Regions from separate parts of the Sus scrofa genome. Here regions 1, 2 and 3 are each linked to region 4. The links are chromatin contacts, called in public Hi-C and HiChIP or PLAC-seq maps. All regions are on one chromosome and are shown on one strand. The core of a region is the stretch at or near the end of the contact, and the rest is flanking DNA. Distances in the headings are between cores, read along the strand shown.

Evidence for each region. A called contact is a pair of places that touch in the nucleus more often than the background predicts. HiChIP or PLAC-seq counts read pairs in DNA pulled down with a chosen protein or histone mark.
Region 1: a contact with region 4 is called in an H3K27ac HiChIP or PLAC-seq map of skeletal muscle. The contact joins two enhancer-like sites. A contact is called at or near these places in 4 of 47 Hi-C or Micro-C datasets (adipose tissue, fibroblasts, heart right ventricle and 1 more) and 2 of 2 datasets of contacts at active chromatin or transcription factors (alveolar macrophages and skeletal muscle).
Region 2: a Hi-C map of skeletal muscle shows a contact between it and region 4, with 6 times the contacts expected there. The contact joins two enhancer-like sites. A contact is called at or near these places in 7 of 47 Hi-C or Micro-C datasets (adipose tissue, brain, embryonic fibroblasts and 4 more) and 2 of 2 datasets of contacts at active chromatin or transcription factors (alveolar macrophages and skeletal muscle).
Region 3: a Hi-C map of skeletal muscle shows a contact between it and region 4, with 4 times the contacts expected there. The contact joins two enhancer-like sites. A contact is called at or near these places in 1 of 47 Hi-C or Micro-C datasets (skeletal muscle) and 1 of 2 datasets of contacts at active chromatin or transcription factors (skeletal muscle).

Annotation. Positions count from the first base shown.
Region 1 is chr6:15,767,379-15,770,795 of Sscrofa11.1, reverse strand. The region is part of intron 4 of ZFHX3 (zinc finger homeobox protein 3); the gene reads left to right. Among named protein-coding and RNA genes, the nearest start is that of ZFHX3, 170 kb to the left of the region's middle. Within about 2 kb of position 1,310, at least 15 of the 83 cell types and tissues checked have an H3K27ac peak or open chromatin away from gene starts, as enhancers often do. A contact at or near this core is called in skeletal muscle, where this site is marked.
Region 2 is chr6:15,742,708-15,745,808 of Sscrofa11.1, reverse strand. The region is part of intron 4 of ZFHX3 (zinc finger homeobox protein 3); the gene reads left to right. Among named protein-coding and RNA genes, the nearest start is that of ZFHX3, 200 kb to the left of the region's middle. Within about 2 kb of position 1,633, at least 7 of the 83 cell types and tissues checked have an H3K27ac peak or open chromatin away from gene starts, as enhancers often do. A contact at or near this core is called in skeletal muscle, where this site is marked.
Region 3 is chr6:15,816,067-15,819,496 of Sscrofa11.1, reverse strand. The region is part of intron 3 of ZFHX3 (zinc finger homeobox protein 3); the gene reads left to right. Among named protein-coding and RNA genes, the nearest start is that of ZFHX3, 120 kb to the left of the region's middle. Within about 2 kb of position 1,351, at least 1 of the 83 cell types and tissues checked has an H3K27ac peak or open chromatin away from gene starts, as enhancers often do. A contact at or near this core is called in skeletal muscle, where this site is marked.
Region 4 is chr6:15,962,524-15,965,948 of Sscrofa11.1, reverse strand. No RefSeq gene overlaps it. Among named protein-coding and RNA genes, the nearest start is that of ZFHX3, 23 kb to the right of the region's middle. Within about 2 kb of position 1,873, at least 47 of the 83 cell types and tissues checked have an H3K27ac peak or open chromatin away from gene starts, as enhancers often do. A contact at or near this core is called in skeletal muscle, where this site is marked.

The sequences.
Region 1 (3,417 bases), core at 61-2,560, 190 kb after region 4:
CCTCGGAGTCACACACACCCATGGGCTTCTCCTTGTTGGTGTTGTCATGTGTCGCCCATTTCTGCACACAGGCCTCTGAGCCTCTTGCCTGGGGGTCAGGACCACTCCGGGGCTTAGGTCCCCTGTAAGTGACCTCTCCTGACTTCAGGTTTACCACACGGAGACTCATTTCCTCTGACCAGTGCCCTGTGTTTACTCGTATAGCCGGGAAGCTCTCTGAAGACTGAAGAAGGGTGTTGGTAAAACTCACCACTGCCCTGAACTCTGCCTGTGTTCTAGTCAAGATGCTGAGTTCAGCCTCTGGTTTCTTCTGTTGTAATTTCGTGTGAAGTTAAGGCTCTGTTTTAGGGAGTTCCCACTGTGGCTCAGTGGGTTAAGAACTCGGCTCGCATCCATGGGGATGTGAGTTCAGTCCCTGGCCTTGCTCCATGGGTTAAGGATCCGGCGTTGCCATGAGCCATGGTGTAGGTTGCAGACGCGACTCGATGTGGGCCGGCAGCTGCAGCTCCGATTTGACCTTTAGCCTGGAAACTTCCCTATTGCCTCCCTTAAAAAAAAAAAAAAAAAAAAAAAAAAAAAAAGGCTCTATTTTAAATGTTCTCTATGTCTGCATTTCCCTCTCTGGGAGACAGAAAAAAAGCAAGGCCTTGTGGATGGGCCAACAGATTTCTGGAGATTTCCACCACAACCGTAGCAGGAGAGTTGCCGGAGGAAAGCTGCGCTGGTGATGGGTGGTGGGCTGTGTCCCCACGTGGCCGCACTGAGCCGGTGATGGTTGTCATGGAAACCCACACCCACAGACGGGCCTTTGCCCCATTTCCACCCACAAGGAATGGAATCCAGAGAACTCTCCAGCCTTCGGGGCCTGGAGAACATGGCTGAGCTGGGGAGAGGGAGAGATAAGAGAGGATTGGACCAACTGTTTATTTAGCTGAGCTGGATATTTCTGGAGAGAGGAAGTCAGTTCATCTTTTTGGTAGAAATGCCTTTCTGTGAATTGCTTTTTTAAAAAAACCAACTTCAAGATGAAAGCTAGTTCTCTTTTTGGAAACGTGAAGTTCTCTCGCCAGGTTGGAGGCATCAGTCAATTCAGGGAGGGCTTGTAGGGGTGCAGCTGGGAGCGGAGTGGACAGCGTATCGGGGGAGCCTGGGGATGCCCTGCCGTGGCCAACCCTGCCCATCTGCCAGCTCGGTGGCCTCGGGAGCTGAGCGTGAGAAGCAGACTGAGGCCCAGGTTGAGCCGGGCATGGCTTTCTAGATTAGCTCCCTGAAATGGCCCTGTTTGGATTGGCTTGGAGCTGAGCAGGAGGTGGGCCAGCTTTCTGGAAGGGGGGCCAGCCCGGCCAGCCGGGCAGGGACCCGAGGCTGCCAGAGCCTCTGCCCTCCACCTCGCCCAGGCTGCCACAGCTGGTGCAGAAACAGGGCAGCGTGTCCACGTCTCTCCTTCCCTCTGCACAAATTGGAGACGACTAACCTTGCCATATTTAGTGCAGCGCTAACGGCCACTCGCCTCTAAGGGGTAATCATGCAGGCATAAATTCGGAAAGTTGCTAAGCTATGAGCAGTCTTATGAGCATTAAAAGTGTCCTCTTTGCCAGAAAGGTCATTCATAACTTGGCTACCCTGCTGATGTACAGTCAGTGATATTGATTGATTAATGTATAAAAGCACCAGATCCATTTGCTTCTATGAAAGAGAATAAAGTGCGGTCAACTCACTCTTTATTTTCACCTCATCCTTTTGTTTGAAGGACATTTTTCCCCCTTCTTTTTGTTTTGCTGGCTAGGTTTAAGGGGGTTACAAAAAGCCAGTTTCTGCCAAGTAATGTGTTCACAAAGGGAACATTGATTCACATCAGTGTCGCTTGAATTACCCTTAAAGGTTTGCCAAGGAGTTGCTCTTATATTAACCTTCTGTTCGTGAAGGGAGAAATAAATAAATAAGTCTTAATGTCAAGTTCATTGCTTTGGATTTAGTCTTGGACCTGGTCTAAAATAATTTCTTCCGTGGCTGATTGGGTTGAAGGGCATTGCCCAGAAAGTCCCTTGTTTGTTTTGGGGGTACCAGCTGGGGGCAAGGGGGCATAAAGGGAAATGAGCCCCCCCCAACCCCGCCACCACCGCCTGAGCCCTCCTGGGCACCAGATCAGGGAACAGACGCCGAATTTACTTCCAGGGCAGAGATTAGTTCTGATTGGCTGCCTCGCATTCAGACTGCGGCGCTGTGGTCCCTTCCCTCCCTCTCGCGGGCTGTTCACACGATCAGGTGGTGGAAACAGCAAGAAAGACCTTTGTCTGAAAGATGAAGGATTCTGGTGGGCAGAGCGACTTGGCTTCTCAGCCCCGATGCAGTGAATTAGTTACCCAGTCTAGAGAGTCATCCTTAAATTTCCCAATTCTTTACAGACCTAGCAGGGCAGTAGCCTGAAACGGAGGAAAAAGAACTCTCCTTGCCTTTTTTTTTTTTTTTTTTTTGAAACTCAGAGTTTCTGTAGTTGTCGTTATTGTTTTAATTTTTCCGTTTTTCATGCAGTCTGGAGAATTTCCTATTCTTGAAAAACCAAAATGGTGGTGGTGGTTTCTTAAGACCTAGAACATACGGATTCACCTATAATTCAGTGAGCCTTGGGTATCACATGGGGGAACGCATTTTGCCACCTCATGGGCTCTGTTAACTAAGGCTTCATTTTGATGAGCAATGCCCAGAAAATAGCCCTGCACTGGACACATCTGAGGCTGTCCATAATTGCTGGCTGACTGGCCATATCAGCGTCTTCAGCATCTGACATGGCCATTTTCAGAGCTGGAAGCATGCCAAGGCACCTGGGAATCCCGGGGAAGGTGGCACTCTGGAACCCAGGCTGCACTCAGCTCCCGGGGTGGCGTGGTCTGAGGCATCGCCTGCAGGTGCCAGTGTGGAGTCCCTGTCGGCCGCCCTGGAGGCGGGTGGGGATGAATGCTGGTCAGCCTGCCTGTCTGTTCTTCTAAACCAGGCCCCCCACACTTGGCAAAATCTCCTTTACCAGGTCCAAGCTGTTCATGCACAGGGCCCAGCAGAATGTCACGACCTTCTTTCTCTCAAGGCTCCTGCAGATGCTGGAAGAACCGCTCTTACATCAGTTCGAAGCTCTTGGGCGCAGCGAGTGTTGATGGCTGGGAAGCACTGAGGCGTTTTCTCTGGGCTTAGGGAGCATCGACCCCTCCTTCTTCCCTGGGAGCCTGGGCCCTTCCCTCTGCCCTGGCTGCTCTAGAAGCAGCGGGTGAAAAAGTCAGTTGCTTTTCTCCCCTCCCGGAAGTGGTTTGTGAGGGTGAAGGTGTCGAAGCCCTGAAGATCCCTCCTCATTAAAAGGAGACTTGGCTTCGGTGCAGAAGCAGGTCTTCACGCAGAGGCATCAGAAATGCCCCCCATACGGCCCCC
Region 2 (3,101 bases), core at 384-2,883, 220 kb after region 4:
TAGGTCGCCGACGTGGCTCGGATCTGGCATTGCTGTGGCTGTGGCTGTGGCCAGTGGCAACAGCTCTGATTGAATCCCTAGCCTGGGAACCTTCATATGTCGCGGGTGCAGCCCTAAAAGGACACAAGACCTAAAAAAAAAAAAAGAAAGAAAAAAAAGAGAGAACATTTGGCATTTGTGGGACATAAAACTGCCTTAACTGAGGAGAAATCTTCTGGAGCCGTGGTATCATCACTCCAAGACCTAAGCTGCCCCAGGAGCCCTTCCCTTTTAGACGGAGTGCCTGCTGAAGTTCTTACACCTGAGGGCTCTGCCCTTACCCAGGAGACGGGAGTGGGCGCCAGTGAGTGCTGTCAGGAGAAGCGGTTGTCAGAAAGAGAGGGTGATGGAAATAGATTTTTTTAAAGGCCTTCAGCCTGTGTTTTACATGGAAATTGAGGGCAGAAGGGACACCAGGAAGACCTCACACCTATTCAAGATTTGCTTCTATTTCCCTAACCCTTTAATGTGGAAGTACATCCAAGTAGGAGCAGTGCCCTAGTTTCAGGGCTACTGTAGGGTGTATCCACGAAGTAGGCGTCTGCGGCGGCCTCGAGGGGAGGTTAGAGGCACCCCCCTCTGGAGTCTTCTGAAGGACAGACCTTCTTGTGAGATGCACTGGGCCTCCCTGCTTCCTGCCAAGAACAGGGCGTAGAGAGCAGAGGTGAACTTGCTGACCCAGGCCCTGGCTGTGCCCCTGAGAAGGCCTTCCTGGTGGGTTCTGGTTGGGTTCTGATACTGGGTTCAGCTCTTTGGGGAGAAGATGGTTTTGAATTGTGTTTCTTGGCCTGCAGAATAGCACGGGGGCTGTTGTATGTATTGGGGAAGGAAAGTGACTTTGTCTTCTGAGGAAGAGGATTTTCCACATAAACCTGGATCCACATCCATCAGGTTTTTGCATGTTCCCACCATCTGTCAGTAGCTGATACTATAGAGGAAAAAAAATTGACTTCTCTGATGACCCCAGCCAGTTGCCACTGACTTCACTGGGGGGAAATGCATTCTGTGATCTGTGGGGAGAAAAACCTTCCCTGTGTGGCACTCTCTGGGCATGTGGGTATCAAATGAACATCCCTAAATGGAGCCTGGGCTACATACCAGCCCCAGGAGCTCAGAGCATGGGCGCAGCTGTTGCAGGGCTGGATGCCATCCTGCTCCCGGTCCCCACGTGTTTCTAGGACAGGGAGCCCCAGGTCCTGTCTGCAGGTGCCTAGGCCTGGGTCTTAGTGAGGTGGCTGTGAGGCTTGGGGGACCAGTAGAACATCCCCTGCCTGCAAAGCATTGTGGGCCCGAGCTGTCCAGACGAATTCATAGTTTATATCTCTGTTTTTAAATCATTTCTCTACCTTTATTGGTATTCAGAGCTCACAGTTTTCTGGTTACTGTCAGCCTGGGCTTTCATCCATTTTAAAGAGCTATTTTTCCTCTTGCTGTTGATGATGATGGTATAAAGACAGATGGTGTAACTGCTTATGAATGTCCTATTTTATTTCCCCAGGACCAGACAGTTCACTTGAAGACGTATATTATTTCCACATGCTCAGGTTAGGCGGCCCAGACGCTGTCTGCCTCCTGTGGCGAGCTGCCCTTCCAGGCCTCGCCATGCAGAGGGCGACACCTGTAGGTCACACTTGAAACTGCAGGGAAGCACCTCCTGGGCTGAATGGGACCTGGTGTTCTCGCAGGGTGAGGATCTGCATGTAAGCGAAGCTGGCTTGTCCAGGCGTTTCTCAGTTGTTCCTCATTCCACCAAGCACACAACACCTTTTTGGCGTCTAATATATTAGAAATGATAATATTAAATCTAAAAACTGAAAAAGAAGACGACTCAATTTTTCATTTTTCTATCTTGCTTTGTAGGGCCGCACCCGCGTTATATGGAGGGTCCAAGGCAGGCTAGGGTCGAATCTGAGCTCCAGCCGCTGGCCTACACCACAGCCACAGCAACGCCTGATCCGAGCCGCATCTGCGACCTACACCACAGCTCATGGCAGCGCTGGATCCTTAACCCACTGAGTGAGGCCAGGGATCGAACCTGCAACCTCATGGTTCCTTGTCGGATTTGTTTCCACTGCACCACAGTGGAGCTCCTGATTTTAAAATCCTTAAAGAAAATGGCAAGGGAGGGGAAGAAGGAGAGAAGTAAAAGAAGTTCCTAAGTTTACCCCTGTCGTCTCCCCTCGCACTGGAGCTCAGCTGCCTTCACTTTTCTGCGTGTAGCGGGGCCAGGGCAGAAGAAAGCCAAGACCCACGTAGGCTCGTAGAATATGGGCTCCAGGAGTGTCACAGAGTGCCATGCGGGTTCCTTGCGCCTTGCATGAATGATGAGCTTATTCCTCAGGCTCTGTCTTCTGAATAGATTGGTTTGGAAAGGTTCAAAGAAGTGGGGTCAGTGCCAGAGTGACCACGAGTTCTTAACGCTTGGCTTGAATGGCTGCAGCCCGTGTAACACACGGCAGAGAGACACTGGCCTTGGAGATGCCCCGCCCCCGTGGGTAACTCCTCCCTGCTCTGCAGAGCAGCACCTCCAGACACTGTCCATCACATCAGCGTATTCCCTGTTTTGCAGGCGTCAGACTGCCTCCGTCTAAGGTGCTGATGTTATGTGTGTGTGCCGGAGAGGAGGGCCCGTGAGCCATCGCTTTGCATAATCGCGTTTGGTTAGTGTATGGGTACTTAGAGGTATTTTGTATCATAGGATGTGTTAGGGCAAATGAGTATATTTTAAGAGACCTAGCTGCTTGGGGTAGACCCAGTTTAATAATACTGATTGAATGCTAGTATCCGCATTCGAGGATGGATTTTATAATAGAGTGTGGAACAGGTTTATCAAAAGCCTAAACATGTGCATTGAACATCCTACCTGGACATAATTAAGATGGGGTAACTTGCTTGTTACTGCTCAACTAGCACTTTCTATGGGTATTTTTCTCCCCTAAAGGATACGGAGTGTTCACGTGGTGCTGTATAGCCGATGGACCTCAGACCAAAGCTGCCTGATCTTTCTCCGTTCGAACTAAGGGTGGGCATGGGGAGACTCAATGGTAACTTTCCTGTACACT
Region 3 (3,430 bases), core at 102-2,601, 150 kb after region 4:
TAGTTAGAGATGACATGGGGGGGGCGTCCAGGAGGAAGGCAGCGGTTGTTCCCCGCCCGCGTCTTGGGCGTCTTGGTTGTTTTTCGCTGTGGGGAAGGGTGATGGTAAGTCGCTGTGGGGGCTGAGTAACAAGGGCCATGGGGGGAACGTGGCAGGGTCCACACGTTCCTGGTTCTTTCCGTTTTTCTCAGAGCAACTCATTTCCTTGTTTGTTTTCGATGTTAAAATATCAGCGCTAATGGTTGGGATTGAATTAGCCCACATTGTAGATCAGAAGGTCAAGGGCCTCCGCCACCCCTCCTGCTCCTCGCCAACCCCTCTGCCATCTGGGTAGTTGATCTCTTTCTATCTTGGCATCCCCTCTCTCCCCAGACGTGCTCCAGCCCTGACCTCTGTGCTTTGTTTCGACTCCAGAAGTGTCTTCTGAGGGTGTCACAGGGCAGCCTCAGAAGAGTAGGAAGAGTAAAGGTTATTGGGGGAGACACTTCCAAGCTGGTCTCCATGACAGATGAGCTGGGGGATCCGTCAGCATTGAGCTTCGTGGATTTTGAGCATCTTCTTAGCTCTCTCATCAGCTCAGCTGTCCTGTATTCCTTGCCTCACCCTAAACGTAAAGGGGGACAGTCCTCTCTTGAAACCCTGCCCGCCCCCTGGCACCTCGGTTTTGTTGGGTCTGCTCAGCCCTGCAGTGCCATCCTCGAGTGCCTCCGGGAGTGGCTGTACATCTTTCTCGAGAAGCCTCTGTCCCATTTGGCTCTTGACATCCTTCCCCAAGTCACTCTTTGCTGTGAATGATCCTTTGCAGCTCCATTGGACTGTGTCGACGTTTCCAAGTTGTATATGGAGGAGCAGGGTCACAGAGCTCACGGAGAGATCTCTAGACGAGCTGGAGAGCCGGGAGGCCTGCGTTCAAATCCTGCTCCCCCCGTCTTTAATCATGGTGTTAACATGAGCGAGCAACCGACCCTCTTCGGGCCACGTTTGCCCATGTGTAATTTGGAGCCGATCGTGGTAACGTGGTAGCCTCTCGTTCATCAGGCTGCTGTGAGGATTAAATGAGTTAATAGAACTGAGTGGGCAGGGTGCTGCCAGGAAGAGAGCGAGGGCGCTGCGTTTATCCATCGATGTTGTTGAGAATCCGGGTATTCAAAACAAAGGCAACAGCTCTGACTTTGCAGATAGACACCTGCGTTCGACACTGCTTGCATGAGGAGACGTTCCTCTCTTTTAGAGGATGTGTTTGTTTTTATCGAACAACGTAGTAACCAGAAGGTGGAGCCTCTGCCCCTCCTGCTGACTGAGGGCTGTGACTCCCTGGTCACGCATCCGGGGTGGAAAGGGAGAGCGGGTGCCGTGGCGGTGGAGGAGCCTGGCAGAGCCACCCTCTCCGAGTGAAGAAGGTTAATGTGACCAGCGGTCAGTCATGGGGATGTCACGTTCCCCGGGTGCTCTGCCGTCGGACGGGTACTTTGCCAAAGTCCGTAACCTGAGCAGATCGTGAGTAAGCATCGGATAAATCACAGCTGAGGGTTGCTCTCCGAATACCTGACCTGCATGCTTCAGAAGGGTTGAGGTCACCAGAGACAGGAACCAGCACAGATGGGAGGAGGTGCAACAACTCAGTGCCACGTGGGCTCCTACGCTGGCTCCCGGTACAGAAAAAGGGCGTGAGTGGGAAAACCATATACATGTATGAGGCCTGTTCCGCACTAACGGGTTCTGACAAACGTCCCAGATGTGAGATGTTCGGCGTTGACCGTCGGGGGCGCTGGCTGAGGGCATGTGGGAACTCTGTACTACCCTGGCTGCTCTTCTGTACATCGAAATTCATTTCAAACTCAGGAGATTTTTAGAACCAAACGAAGACAACCAGAAACCCCAGAATACCTGCTTGTTTGAAAATTGGGCCATCCGTTTTAAAGAATACGAAGGGAAAGGCCCGCCTCATCTCCTGTGCCCTGCGGCCATGCCTCTCCAGGGCCGAGACCGTGAACGGGTGCTGTTCCTTCCAGACCTCCCAGTGCACGTGAACGTTTGTATTCAAAAACCATACAAAGCAGTTTTGGCTCCCTTTCTGATGATGCACACGAGACACTGCACACCTCTGTCGTGTGAGTCTACCTCTTTTCCAGATGCTCTTTTGGGCATACGTAGGCACGTCCATAGGACTTGGTTTAAGCGATGTTTGTTTAGCCAGCGCTTAATTTTATTTTCCACTCAGATTTCTAACCCATCCAGGTCCCATTTATATTGCCTCTGCCCTTGCCCGTCTTGCTAAAGCCTCCCAAATTAGCATCATCTGAGAATTTAATTAACTTGCTGTTTACTAACCCTCTCCTTTCAAGATAATTAATGAGGATGTGAAGTGACACGGGGCCTGACATGCCTCCCCATGGCACCTGCGCAGGCACCTACCTGGGCGGGCCCCGCGGGGGCGGCCATGTCCCCTTGTTTACCTTTGGCCAGTGCCCGGGCTGCATGGCCACCCTCGGCCCAGGTACAGATGGCAAATGTTTGCTTAAAATCAGGCTTTCCTGCCTCACCTTTTATCCACCTGTTTTTCTGCCTTGTTAATTAAAAAGCCTCATTTGACTTAGAATGGAATGCTTATTTGTGTGTGTGTTAGTCCCTAGACAGAGTCTACATTACCGAGCTTGAAATTAACCTCGGGGAGAGAGTCAGGTGTTAGGTTCCTTTTTGTTTCTGGAAAAGTGGCAGCGTAGCGTCTCCTGCCTTTCTTCCCTGCCCCCACTTTCTACTTAATCCCGGAAACTAGCGGCTCTCATCGACCCTAGAATTCATGTCCCTCCCACGACAGACATGTCCTGGGTCTTCACTGACCTGGTGGCCGCTAACCACGTGTGGCTGAGAGACTCGAAATGTGGCTTGTGCGACCGAGGAGTGGAACTTCTCATTTACATGTACTTCGTCACACGTGGCTACTGGCTACCATCCCGGACCGGCCCTGTGAGCCCCCCGTTATTCGCCTTGGCTTATCTGTGGCAGGTCTGAGCCCCCCAGCAGGTTCCCTCCTCTCCCGAACAGCTCTCTTCTCCAGCAGAGAAGGTAAACTGCTCTCTCCATCACATCCGGCAAGGCTGTAATTAGGAAGGTAAGTTTTCCGAGGGAAAAAGATGTTACTTTCTAAATCCAAATGTAAATGACTTGGATTATCCGTGTCACTGAGCGCTTCATTCATGCAGATAATTGAGAATTGACAGTGTCCTTTTCCCTCAATTACTTCCCGATAGTTCCATGTGTTACAATGGGAGGAACATGGAGCTGTTTTTAAATAGCTATGTTAATGTCCTCATTAATTTTACCTTTTCCTACCAATTAACAAATATTAACTCCCGTGGCAGAATTAAGTTGGCTTCCCTCACCAGCCACCTTCATCCTCGACACCCTTGTCGCCTGAGCGTGGCATCGC
Region 4 (3,425 bases), core at 624-3,123:
CGGACCTACTGAACCAGACCCTTCTGCCAGCATTGTACATTGATCTGTGACAAGGGCTCCAGAAGGTAACCTCATAATATCCGAATTTTCTCCTTACTGGCTGCCAGGACTTTTTTTTTTTTTTTTTTTTTTTTTTTGCTTTTGCTTTTTAGGGCTGCACCTGCGGCATATGGAGGTGCCCAGGCTAGGGGTCAAATCAGAGCTGCAGCTGCCGGCCTGCACCACAGCCACAGCAATGCCACTAGGGCCATGTTAACACACACAGTACTGGAAATGTTCCTCCAGAAACAGGCGTGTAGAGATGCCTGGTGGCTCAGTGGGTGAAGGACCCAATGTTGTCACTGCTGTGGCACAGGTTCGATCCCTGGCCCAGGAAATTCTGCATTCCTCAGGCATGGCCAAAAGAAAAAGAAAAAAAAAAATAGGAATACATGTGCACATTGAAGACAAGGACTGTTTTGGTGTTGAAAGTCCCTTCTCTAAATTTTACTAGGGTCCTCTCCCACAGGATGTTGTATTTCTGATTGTCCATATAATCCAGTGGTAAAAATGCCCATGAACGCACATCCCCCTGGTAGAGCTCCATCTTTATGCGTGTTGGGGATTATGAGTTCACGTCTGAAAGAATGATTCCTGAATGGCCTCACCTCTGCATGACCTCCCCATTCCCCCTTCTGCTGCACTGGCTCATCCCAACCCACAAGGTGTACGAACCCAGCAGAGAACAGCCTGGGGTGAGAGGTGGGAGCAGAAGGGCAGATGAGCATGTGTGTTCTGACCCTTGGCCGGGCCAGCCATTCCATGATTCTGCCCTGGTTGTTTCACCCTCTGGCCTCACTCCCTTGTGCTCTTCTTTTGAAGCAGTTTCCAGGGGGCACCCTACGGCCACCTTTCTGTAAGGGTAAATAAACTGTTGGAGGCCCCCGTGTCTTTATTAAACAGTTCCTCTAAATGGTGTGCTCCAGCTCTGTGCCCACGTGCACCAAGCAAGCTTTCTGGGAGCAACCCCAGAGCCCTGACACAGGTTCCTTGAGTAAACAACCCTTTGAACAGGGTGGGAGGCACCTGCCTGGATGCCTTCCTCCCTGCCTCCTGTGTCTTTCCAGTTCCCAGGGTCCCAGGTTGGAAGGATGCTGAGCTGCCTCCTACGCCCCCTGGGCAAAATGAGGAGCCGAGGGACACATGCTCCCCACCCCCCACCCTGCACAAGGCCAAGGGCCGCCAGGATATGGGTCTGGCTGCGGGGAGGGAAGGGGGTCTGTGGAAATGCCAGAGGGAACCTGGAAGAGGGAAGGTGGAAAAGAAAAAAAGAAGGCCTGTTTGACCAACCCCCCAACACCTACATCTCCAAGCCCACTGGAGCAGGAAATTGAGGGGCTGGACGCGCAGCCTTGCTCTGCCCTTCCCCCACCCTGGATCTGGAAGGTTTTCTAAGCCTTCCAGACTTTTTTTTTTTTTTTTAAAGAAATCTCCAACCTATAGAGAAAGAGGAAGTGTATTTTTAAAACAGAGTGAAGACTCAATGGCCACAGATCTGAAAGAATAAAAGAGGAAGAAAGGCTTATTGAAGGAAAGGAAAAGGGCATGGAGGAGTGTGTGTGTGTGTGTGTGCGCGTGTGTGCGCGCGCGCGCACGTGTGTGTGTGTGTCCGTCCAGGACGGTCTAGGAGAGAGCCTGCAAGGAAAGAGAAAACAAAGGAAAGTGTGCCAGGAGAAAGACAGAGAAATAAGTGGGAGAAGGCGCGAGTGGTGGGGGAGGAGGCCGGTGGCGAGAGAGGGATGGATGCCGGAATGCGGCGGCGGCGCGGCGCTGGGAGGGACGGAGGGACGAGGGGGGGAGGCCGCACATGTGAGAGAGACAATGATGTCAGCATTTCCTTCTGGATTGGTCACGTGGTCCCTGCCAGGTAAACAGACTGGAAATAGACTCCATAAAGGCCGAGCCTGCTGGGGGGGGGGGGGGGAGGGCGGGAGGCGCTGCCGTTTCACCCTTTCCTCTCTGCGGCGTCCGAAACAGAGGGTTGTTTTTTTTGTTTTGTTTTTTTTTTTTGCACGTTTGTGACAAGGTGGTCTCCGAGTGGAACTACATTTTTACGAGCCCCAAGAATATGACTCAGGGAGGGAAAGCTACTTGCTTTTAAAATTAGCTCAAGGAGTTCAGAGACATTTTGATTTTTTAAAAAAGCATGGAGGTTGGGATGAATGGAAATTCAAGCTCAGATGCTGTGGGGCGGGGGAGCTCGGGGTGATGCTGATCCTCGTCTGTCTCCTTTGGAAGAGGGTCAGATAGGTCTAGATTAAGGGTGGATTGGAAGGCTGCAGTTTAGAACGGAAGGATCAGATGCTGTGATTATCAAGATTAGGAAAAAGAAAATGCTAACAGACTCAAGGTGACTATTTTAAGGGCGTTTGATACAGCTCGGTATGTGACTGTGGTGCCACAGGAGGAATTGAGACCCCATGGAAGAGATTAGGTGGAAAAAAAAAAAAGAAAAAGCAAGTTACTGTGACTTCAAATAGAGTTTTTTGTTTTTTAGGTTTTTTTTTTTTTTTTTCCAAAATGATGTAAAACAGCTCCCAAGCAAAACAGGGCAGGGCATCTTAGATGTCTGGAAACTTTATCTGAAAAGCAGAGTGGATGGGACAGGTAAATTTTCCACCTGGAAAGCTCTAGAATCCAACATGGCAGGGGTGAGGAGAGGTGTATGGCTCTTTTTTTCAAATTCCTGGATGAATTCCCCAAGAGGTTGCGGGTTCGATCCTGGCCTTGCTCAGGGGGTGCAGGATCCGGCGTTGCCATGAGCTGTGGTGTAGGTCGCAGACGTGGCTCGGATCTGGTGTGGCTGTGGCTGTGGCCTAGGCTGGTGGGCTACAGCTCCAATTAGACCGCTAGCCTGGGAACCTCCATACGCCTCGGGTGCAGCCCCAGAAAAGACAAAAAAACAAATTCCTGGAAACAGGACCTTTGCATCTCTGATGGAATAGCTTAGTGAGGTCATTCTTTGAATAATTTTGAATTGAAAGGAACTACCTTATTTTGGTCATAATTTTCTCTGTCCTCGTGGGAATTTGGCCAAAGCCTGTGGGAAGGAGAGTGACCAGCTCTCCTCAATCAGTTTTCTAGGATGGAGGGCATTCCTGGGGTCAGTTTTAAATATAGGACCATCTTGGGCAAAGTGGGACCAGTTGGTCACAGTATCGGGAGGCCTAGTCTAGTGGGAATAGAAATAAGAAGATAACTTGTCCCCACCGTGGCCCACCAACAAACAAAACAAAGTCCTCTCACTCTTTTTCTCCTCCTTTCTCCTTGCTCTCATTTCATTCCTTTCCCTCAGCCTTCCCTGATGCTTGCAGAGCAGGGAGCACTGCAAGGGGAACTGGAGTGTCTGTGACGGTGTCCCCGAACTTGGGAGTCGGCAGAATATA